Linked DNA regions of Mus musculus: region 2 is linked to region 1. The links are chromatin contacts, called in public promoter capture Hi-C maps. All regions are on one chromosome and are shown on one strand. Each heading gives the region's core, a stretch centred on a gene start, on an enhancer-like site or on the middle of the called end of the contact. The rest is flanking DNA. Distances are from core to core; before and after follow the strand shown.

Evidence for each region. Promoter capture Hi-C pulls out the DNA fragments that hold promoters and counts their contacts.
Region 2: a promoter capture Hi-C map of pre-B cells shows a contact between it and region 1, with 3 times the contacts expected there. The contact joins the promoter of Laptm5 here to the promoter of Ptp4a2 in region 1. A contact is called at or near these places in 2 of 39 promoter capture datasets (the C10 cell line and pre-B cells) and 1 of 484 Hi-C or Micro-C datasets (the G1E-ER4 cell line).

What each region holds. Positions count from the first base shown.
Region 1 is chr4:129,817,814-129,822,567 of GRCm38.p6, reverse strand. Ptp4a2 (protein tyrosine phosphatase 4a2) reads right to left here and starts at 2,089. Exons shown (of 6, transcript NM_008974.4): 1 at 1,967-2,089.
Region 2 is chr4:130,910,411-130,915,233 of GRCm38.p6, reverse strand. It overlaps Laptm5 (lysosomal-associated protein transmembrane 5), which reads right to left and starts at 1,918. Exons shown (of 8, transcript NM_010686.4): 1 at 1,800-1,918. The coding sequence starts at 1,886. It overlaps Gm38599 (a long non-coding RNA gene), which reads left to right and starts at 1,342. Exons shown (of 5, transcript XR_001784452.2): 1 at 1,342-1,459.

The DNA of each region.
Region 1 (4,754 bases), core at 840-3,339:
CTAACCTCCCCTTCGTGGCGTGATAAATGAATATTAAAGGCACCTGAAGCATAGCAGCACTTATTACTAATCACTCCCACCTCCCAGGAAAAGACAATTCTGCCTCTCAAGCAGGGGATGCCAGTTTCTGAGAGGACACACTAAGAATACACCATTCATTTCTACCCAAGCTTAGTGGGGTCATGCCTGCCATGTTAGCAGCTGGAAAGCTGCAGCAAGAATACCACAAATGTCAGGCCAGCAGTTAAGTTCCAGGCCAGGCTACAGGATGAGACCTGACCTCAAAAGAACTATGATAGATAACTTCATATTGAATTTTGTTGTAATTCTATACCCACTATCACAAAGAACCACCTTTTTTTTTAACTTTCCTTATTCCCAACATTTTTTTGTAGTAGTGTCACTAGGAATTAAACTGAGTTCTTCTTTGTACGAGGCAGTGCTCTACGGCAGAGCTATCCTCAGATCCCTTTTACTATTTTGAACACCCCCCCTCCTTTTTTTTTTTTTTTTTACTATTTTGAGATTTAGGCCTCACAAAGTTTCACAAACTGCCCCTGAAACCTTCCATCCTCTGGCCTCTGATGCCCGAGGAGCTGAGATCACAGACCTCTGCCACCAGGCTCAGTTTTACTCACTTATTTCCAATTACCTTCTATGATTACATCATTAAACAGAAAATCTTTATCAACAGTTCATCTCAAATCCCCAACTCAGCCTACTTATATACCTATACCTTTAACACTTGGGAGAGACTTGAGGCAGGAAGATCAGAGTTCAAAGCCAACCTGTTATGAAGCATTTGAGATGATACCAAATCAAGAACCTATTTGGAACTTCTAAAAGTCCAATAAAACAAATGAAACAAAAGAACTTCTTCTGCATCCCCCATAGAAAAAGTCCATTAACAATTCTTTCCGATCATCCGATCCAAAACTAAGAGTGTCAGGATCAAAAAACGAAGCTCTGATAATGTGAGTTCTTCTATAGTCTTAGTTTCCTCTTGCACACTAACAAGGCTCAACTTCTCTCACTTCCTGTCTGAAACAGCTCAGTAACACAGAGCGGGGAAGCAAGTAAATACCATATACTAATCCAGCAATAGCGACTCCAAACTGAAACATTTGCTGAATGCCTACAATGACGCTAGATTAGTCACTTTATACTTCGTGACAAATCCAAGGGCAGAAACTAAACTATGGCACTTTATCGATATTTATGACCGTTTCTTAGGCGCTTTTCTGCAGAAGGATACGAGAGAGTCACAGATAAAAGATACCGCGGCTTACCTCATTAAATAGCCTTGACCTCAACACTGAGCATTTGCCAAAAAAAAAAAAGTTTACGCTTCCGAATACTTTACCGGCTAAAACTCAGACTCCGGGACAAGAGTCAAGCTTGGATGGTTAGCGCTGGGAAATGGGGGTGGGGAGGATGGCAAAGACATCTCTGGAAATTCATAAATTTACAATACATTTTTACGAAAAGGGGAAAGAACGCCAGAGATCAGCGTCACGGGAGACTCAGACCCTTTTCTCTTACTTGACTGCAACTCAGGGATCCCACGCTTGAGTGAATTAAGTCCCTGGACGCGAAGGGTTCCCTATCAACACAAAGACCAAGGGGCCTCCAGGATGCCTGTGCTCACGCGCCGGACAAACGCAGGCGCACCCCTGCACACCACCTAGTCCGCCACGCTCCTCCTCGTCCCCACTCGCTCTCACCACACCTTCGCCCCCACAAGGACACATGCTGCCCGCACACGCACCTTCTCCCGCATTCTTCTACGCTCTCTCGCTCTCTCGCTCGCTCACCCCACCTCGAGCCGCGCTCCCCGCCCCTGGCCCGGCCCGGCCCTCCTTCCGGGGACGTGTCTCGGGCCTGCTCTAATGGCAGCGGCGCCTCCCGCCCTCCCCTGCCCGAGGCCCGGGCGCCGCGCGGGGCCGCCCGGGAGGGGCGCACTCACGCTGGCAAGCTGGGGACTGGGCATTGAAGGCCGGCGGAGGCGGGAGCGAGGAGGCGCCTCTCTCCTCAGTCACCTCGGCGGCGGCGGCGGCGGCGGGAGCGGCGGCGGCGGCGGCGACGACTCCCCCCCAGCCTCGGCGCGCGACACCCGGCCCGGCCCGGCGGCGGCGGCGGCGGCGCGTGTCCACGAGTCCGTCTTGCTGCTGCTACTGTTGCTGCCGCGACCGCCGCTGTGTTCCCCCCCCGCTGCCGCCGCTGCCCCCGCTACCGCCGCTGCCCGCTGGCGTCGCCTCGCGCCGTGCCCGGCCGCTGCTGCCGCTCCAGCCGCTCCCGGACGAACGACGGTTACAGCCCGGCCGATCGCGCCGCCGCCACCACCGCTGCGCGCGCAGCCGGACCAGCTCCCGCCGCCGCCCCTCAGGGGGCGCTGCGGGGCGCGGCGCGCGCGGCGCAGCCACGCCCTCGGAACCGATGATTGGCTGCCGGCGGCTCGCGGCGGTTGGCCCCACCCACTCTGCCTACAGAGCTTTGACCCACTGCCCTGGGCGCCTCCCGCGCTCCGCCTCCGCGTGGCTTGCTGCGCTCGGCACTGGGGGCGACGGAAGGCGTATACATGTGACCGGCGCGGGGTGGGGGTAGCGGGGTGACGAACGTGGCTGAGGGAAGCGCCCGCCCACTCTGCGACTCGCCCATCCGCACCTGGGTCTAAGTTAGCGCCTCTGGCCACCCAGTGACCCGCAAGGTCGCGGGCGGATTCCGGATCCCGGGAGGCGCCTCGAGCCAGATCCCGCTGGGTCTGGGACTGGGACTGGGCGGCAACCGGGGCCTGAGCTCGGGGATTTCCAGCTCAGAAGTGGGGAACCGAGTACCTTATACTTGGCTGTCCTTCCTGGAGGCCTCGAACATCTCTGCGAAGTCTCTCTGCCCTGCTCCCCAGACCTCTATCGGGCAAGCAACACACAGACTCTTTAGATACGGAAATGCAGAATTAAGGAAAAAGTTTTTTCCTAGGTATTCTCAACTATTAAGCGGAATACTGTCTTCACAGCACAGATACTCTTCAATACTTAAATAAAGTATGAAGAATGGGCGTGATTAAAAAAAAAAGTCTGGCGGTGGTGGCCTATGCCTTTAAACCCAGTTCAAGGCCAGCCTGGTCTACAGAAAGAAAGCACCTCTAGAATTGGAACTGGGAATAGAACTCTGGGAAAAGCTTGCCTTGCATGTGAGGCCCTAAATTCAACTCTTGGGAGCCTCAAAAAAAAAAAAAAGTTTGAGTTGGATTTTAACAGTTTTGAAGATTATCTTAGAGATTCTCTAATGGAAGGAGGTTTTTTGTGTTGTGTTGTTTTGTTTTGTTTTTGTTTGCCTTTTGCTTTTGAAACCTGGCCAGAAGTTATAAGCCAGTTCATGCATCTTGATTTCTTGTTTGGAAAATGTGGTTACCCGGTGAGTTGGGAGGCTGGTTTGGGCTATTGCCAAGTGGAACAGGAAAAGGCTCTGGAGGCTGGCCTGAGAAGTGGGTTAGATTTCCCCAAGATGGGAGTGGGCAGAAAAGTGTATACTCACTATCCCGCACGGAACCCTCGCCCACCCAGGATTGACACTTACAAGGAAATGAGAATGCCCCTGGAGCTATCGCTCCCCAGTGTGTTCATCCTGCCCTTGCCCTGTGAGGAAATGCAGTGGTCAGTGGTCATTAGCCCTTTCCCACGAGGCAGTCCTGGAGCATCGCTCCTCACCAGAAGCTGCCCTTTAGAACTTAGTTTTAAAAAGAAAGATCTAATGACTCAGCCTCCTACAGCCACAGCGCAGAACTCAGGAGGATGGGGTATTTTAGGGCAAGTCTGTGTGGCCTTGCTGTGTGGGAGTTAAAAGGCCTTGAGGAGCAAGAGAGTCTAGAGATTAGAATCAAGGCCCCTGGCAGAGGGTGTGAAGGCTGCGCAAGGGTTGCCTGCATTATTCTCCCAGCCTTTCTTCAGGCAGCGTCTCTCCAAGGACAGACTGGAGAGGAAGAACTAACCACCCAGCAGAACTTTGGCTGCATTTCCTGGTTATGGATGCTTCATTTATGGCTTCAAAACACCTTATTATGCACATCCTACCATAGTATGTACAACATGCTATAAATGCCTGTTTTCATGATTCTCCTCTGCAGGACCGGTCTACTAGGGCAAATGAGTAGATAGCTGAAGGAATGAATTTCCCACCGCCTGGCTCTCAGCCGGGCCCTAAAATATCAGTAAGTAACATAACATGAGGATAACAGCAACACCTACACTAATGGCCATTTTTAAAAGCACCTACTCTATTCCAAGCTCTGGGCAAGGTGCTTTTAAATAAATTACCAGACTTATGTTTCTAAATAACCCTGTGAAGAAGGTATTATTAACTCATTTTAAAAGAGAATAGAGGCTTAGAGAAATGAAACGTCAGAGGCAGAACTTGGCCCGGGTTTGTCTGCCTCTGGGGCCCAGATAATCGTGTTAGTCTCTGACTTCCGTCACTAATTGGTGTCCCGCAGAGTGCGCTGGAAAGCCTACCGAGACCTCGGGCGCCCACCTATACGAGACCACAGGGTCACCATCACTGCGCCTTACCCGTAGGCCAGTGAAGAGGTATACAAGCCTCTCAAACCTAGTTTTTCCAGAGAAGGTTACAAGGCAGTTTTACTTCCTCCCCACCATAAACAGAGCGGGAACCGGGCTGCGGGTGCCTTATTAAACCCAAACCACCTTGGCAGTGAGCTTCACACATAAGTACCCTGAGTTTATCCAGGGCCATTGCTG
Region 2 (4,823 bases), core at 669-3,168, 1.1 Mb before region 1:
ACCCACAGCTGAGGTGCTTAGACCGCATGAATAAAAAGAAAACCCAATGGTTGCACGATGCAGCCTGCCAGGTTTATTTACTTTTTAATATGTTTATGCTCTTCTGAGATGCCAGCCAATCAGACAGGAAACATTTCTCTGCAAGACAGGAGCAGAGCCACCAGAGCAGATGGAGCAAGGGTTCCAGCGACCGCAAGCCCCTCCACCCCACTGAAGCCACTTAGTGACCCACCCCCACCTCCAGCATACTGCAAACGTCTAAGTTCAAAGATCCCATCCACAGCCCCTGGTCTCCACTTTAGATAGGGAAGCAAGCCCCAAGCCGGGTTTTCCCAGGAGCTCAAACAGCTGGCTCTGGCAGAGCTGGCATAAGGACCCTTGTCACGTCCTTCCCAGAATGGTGTGCTATCTCAGCAATGACAATCTGAAAGAATTGATGCCGAGACAGAGTGCCACCGCCCCTCTCAGCTCCTGTGCTGGCTGAGGCTGTACAGGACAGACTCTGAGTCTCCCCATCCCCCATGCCAGGCCCTAGAACAGTGGTTCTCAACCTATGGGTTGAGACCTTTTTGACAACTCTTTATCTAAAAATATATTTACATTATGATTCATAACAGTAGTAAAATTATGGTTATGAAGTAGCAATGAAAATAATGTTACGGTTGGGGAGGGTGGGGTCACCACAACGTGAGGGACCGTATTTAAGAGTCGCAACATTAGGAAGGTTGAGAACCCCTGCTTTCGGTGGACAGGTGGGTCAAGACACACTCATGGAAAGGCAGGGGACCATGTTGCACATGTCCCTCATGCTTTATAGATATCAACTTCACCCACACAGCCACCCAACACACAGCTCTTATCATCCTCATCTTCTGTTTTGATCTAAAGAAACAGGCTCAGAGAGGTTCAACAAGTCATGTGAGACTGCACAGCAAAGGCTGGGAATGGGGGAGGGGGGCAGGGAGGTGCACACAAGAGCTTCAGGACAGAACTGGTTTGTACCACTGCCTGGTGCCACACGGCCTGTGGCCGGAAGCAGATGTCACCAGGCTCTGCGCAGCAGCCTACGGATTTAGGTTGATTTTGAGGAAGCTCTTCCAGGCCCAGGAGAGCTGTTAGCCACAGGTTCTGTCTGAGTCACTGAAGCCAAGAAATGTTTGGGCCTCAGAGAGCTAAGTGTGGCCAGGGGCAGGGGGTGAGGGGTAAATCCCAGCAGAAGAGAACAGAGACTCCAACTTTAGGCCACTCCAAAGGGAGAGCCTTATCCCTGGTCACTAAGACTGGACCTGGGGTCACACTGTGACAATGACAGCCACTGTGACATGCTGGCTGCCCCCCACCACCCCCAAGCAGTTCCCCAGCCACAAAGCTTAAGCCATCCTTGAAGGGAGAAGGTGGCAGCTTGACTGAGCTGTGAGCTGAGAGGAAGCAGTCGCTGGTTCCCAGTAGAAGTCCAAAGGTAAACCCAGACCCCAGACTAGGAAAGGGCCCAGAAAGCCCTACACCCGGGCCTGTGTGGAGCTTGGCATCCTGGAACAATCCCAACCTGCACTCCTCCCCGTTGCCAGCCTGCCTTTCTCTTTGCACAGCCACAACCAAAAGGGCACTATTCTGTTCAACTCCACAGGGAACTACTAAGGCCCAGAGTAGCACAGGGCTTGTCCAGGGTCCCACAGACAAGTAATAGGTAGCAATCCCCCAGTTGGAAGGTCTCAGTGTGTCCTCACGCACACACACACACACACACACACACACACACACACACACACACCAAACACCCCAGACTCCCCAATACTCACTATGTGGTAAATGGCCAGGGCTATGGTGGCGACTCGGATGTTGAAACAACAGCATGTCTGTCTGACCGGCGCTGCACGGGAGGCCATGGTGCGCAGTCCCCTCTTCGGAGGCTCTGAGTAAGGAGTCTTGGGCCCACAGCAGAACAAAAAAGAGGAAGCCACAGGCTGCCTGCCTCACTTCCGCCTTGCCCTCAGACGGTAGGGGCCAGGTCTGTAAGTCTGGGTTGTAGCAGCTGCAGGGGAGGGAAGGGGGGGGGGGGTCACAGGGAGCCCGACTGAGGCATCTACCACTCCCAGGGGCTCCAATGCTTCACCAGGGCTGGGCTCCGCATTTATATGCACTCTGCTTCCTGGATGCTGAACACCGCCCTAGAAGCCCTTTTCTAGAAAAAGAATCCGATATGGAAATCTGTCCCTAATCAAACAGTAGTTCTAATGGAAGGATTCAAACTCAAATGTGTCTGGTTGTAAAAACAGTAGCTGTCAGTAAACTGCTCCTTCGAGATCCTGTGAAGCTTAGCTCCTTACCTGGGCTGTTCCAGGGAGGGACTGTTGGTTTGGTTTGGTTTGGTTTGGTTTGGTTTGGTCTGGTCTGATTTGGTTTGGTTTGCGGGGGGAGGGGGGGGGCAGGGTTTCTTTGTAGAGCCCTGGCTGTCCTGGAACTCACTCTGTAGAGCAGGCTGGCCTCAAACTTATAGAGATCTGCCTGCTTCTCCCTACCAAGTGTTGGGATTAAAGGCGAATACTGTCACTTCCCAGGAGGAGGTGCTATTCTTATCCCCATTGCACAGATGAAAAAACTGAGGCACAGGATGAAGCCATTTCTCCCTTGCAGTCACCAAGATAGTCTAAAAAGGAGTGGGAACTGGAACGGAGGCCAACTGCCTCTAGAGTAGTAATTCTCAACCTGTGGATCATAACCTGTCCAGGGGTCGGCCGACCCTTTCATGGGAGTCACATATCAGATATTCTGGATATCAGATATTTACATTACAACTCATAGCAGAAGTAAAATTACAGTTATGAGGTAGCAACAAAACATAATTTTATGGGTGGGGATCACCACAGCATGAGGAACTAACTGTGTTAAAGGACCACAGCACCAGGAAGGTTGAGAACCGCTGCCCTAGAGGCCCTCCCTGAAGCTGGGCTTCTCACACATCTCCATCTCCTCCTCACTCTGGGCTCTGAAGAATTGTCACATGGGAAGCCATAGGCATGAGTGTGTACCAGGCCCCTGTAATAGGCTCTTTCTCTTGTGGTCTGTAACCCCTGGAGGAGATCTGGGAGACCCCTGGCCGAACCCGCTTTGCAGGGTCCCTCGAGACAGAAACCTGGGATTGTGCGTTCTTCCCCACTCTCTAAGAAACGTTGGAATTAGTAAGTTTGAGACTCTTCCCTGACTTAAGACTCTTCCCTGATGTCTCAGGGGATAAATGACCCACGCTGCAATAAAGGAAGGGACAAGAAGCCCTTGCTCAGACCTGTGGGAAGCCCCAAGCAGGTGTCCTGTGACACTGTGGAGTTTGGATTGGACACCACAGCATTTTTTGCCCCAGGAGAGATTAGAAACGGCCCCCAGCATACTCATCTTGAAAAGAGTTGTCCTGTCAGGGCAACAAAATCAGGCAGGTTGAGCACTGGGGGGATAGCTTAATCGATAGAGTATTTGCCAAGCAAGCTTGAGGACCTGAGGTCCTGAGTTCAGGTTCCCAGCACACGTGTGCTGGCTTGGTAAGGTGGCCCATCTGCAATCCGGTAGGTGAACTCCGGGTTGAGTGAGAGAACCTGTCTCCAAAACTAATATGGAGAGCCATTGAGAAAGACACTCAGAGTCAACACCTGGCTTACACACACACACACACACACACACACACACACACACACACACAAGCTCCTGGCAGACCTGGTCATCCCTTCAATACTTCATTTGAAAGTCACTTTCTTCTTCAAAAGTCTTGCTGAGCCCTGACATAAAAGGACTCGTAGCCTGGGTTCGAATCCTGACAACTTCCAGCTGGGTAAGGAGAGCAGCAGAGGGACCAGGGTGGATGCCCTGGAGTAGAACTGAGCACTTCTGGGAAACCCCAAGGCCCCTGGGATCTGATGGCTGGAAAGGTGATGGACAGACACAAATCATGACAGACAGCCTGCGGTAATACTACCGTGGTCTGGAGAGCCAGGTGCAGAGCCGGTTCCGAGGAGAGGGATAAGGCATACCTACCCTGTGTGACATCAGTTTAAACAATCTGCAGACAGACAATTTTGCTTTTATAGTGATAAATTTATTTTAATGTGCCTTATAAAAATACATGATAGCCAGCCCATGAATTCTATGACTCCTCCTTGACAAGACCTTATAAAGCTCCAGTTTAAAACAGACACATTAAATTAAAAGGCAGTTGGTGGATTTAAAGGAAATAGTAAGGAGGTCTTGCCTGCATGTAGACATGGCGGCTACAACCCAGCTTGAAATCTCGGGCCCCTGGGAAAGCCCAGCCCCTCCCAGTTGCTGCATTATCTCAAGAACAGAGCTTGGCCTCTCTGAGCTGCTGTTTCCACACTGCAGAGGCTGCGGGGCAGACGAAGTGAGGGGGGGGGGGCGGTCACAGGAAGCATCTGTTGGCTTCCGCTCTGGCAGTCCCGCCCACCCCTTCATCTACACCCTGCTGGAGGGCTGTGAGGAGACAGAGGTGAGATTTGAACCCAAGTCCCCCACAGACACACACACACACACACACACACACACACTCCCTCCTTACACTGTCTACCTGCCAAGACCTGGAGTCCCTTGCTCCTGGCTGGGTCACCTGACTCCACAGGCTAGTGACTCCCTGTGGAGGCCACAGTCCCCTTGGGAATGAACCTGACTAGTTCTTTTCCCCCTGCAACTGTCCTGAGGAGCAGGTGACCGGTATCCTTAAAACCAGACTCTACCAGAGGCCACCATTGTTGGCAGGACAGAGCACCCCACAGCACCCACCTGGTAACCCTGAAATCCACACTTGATTATTTTACATGGTA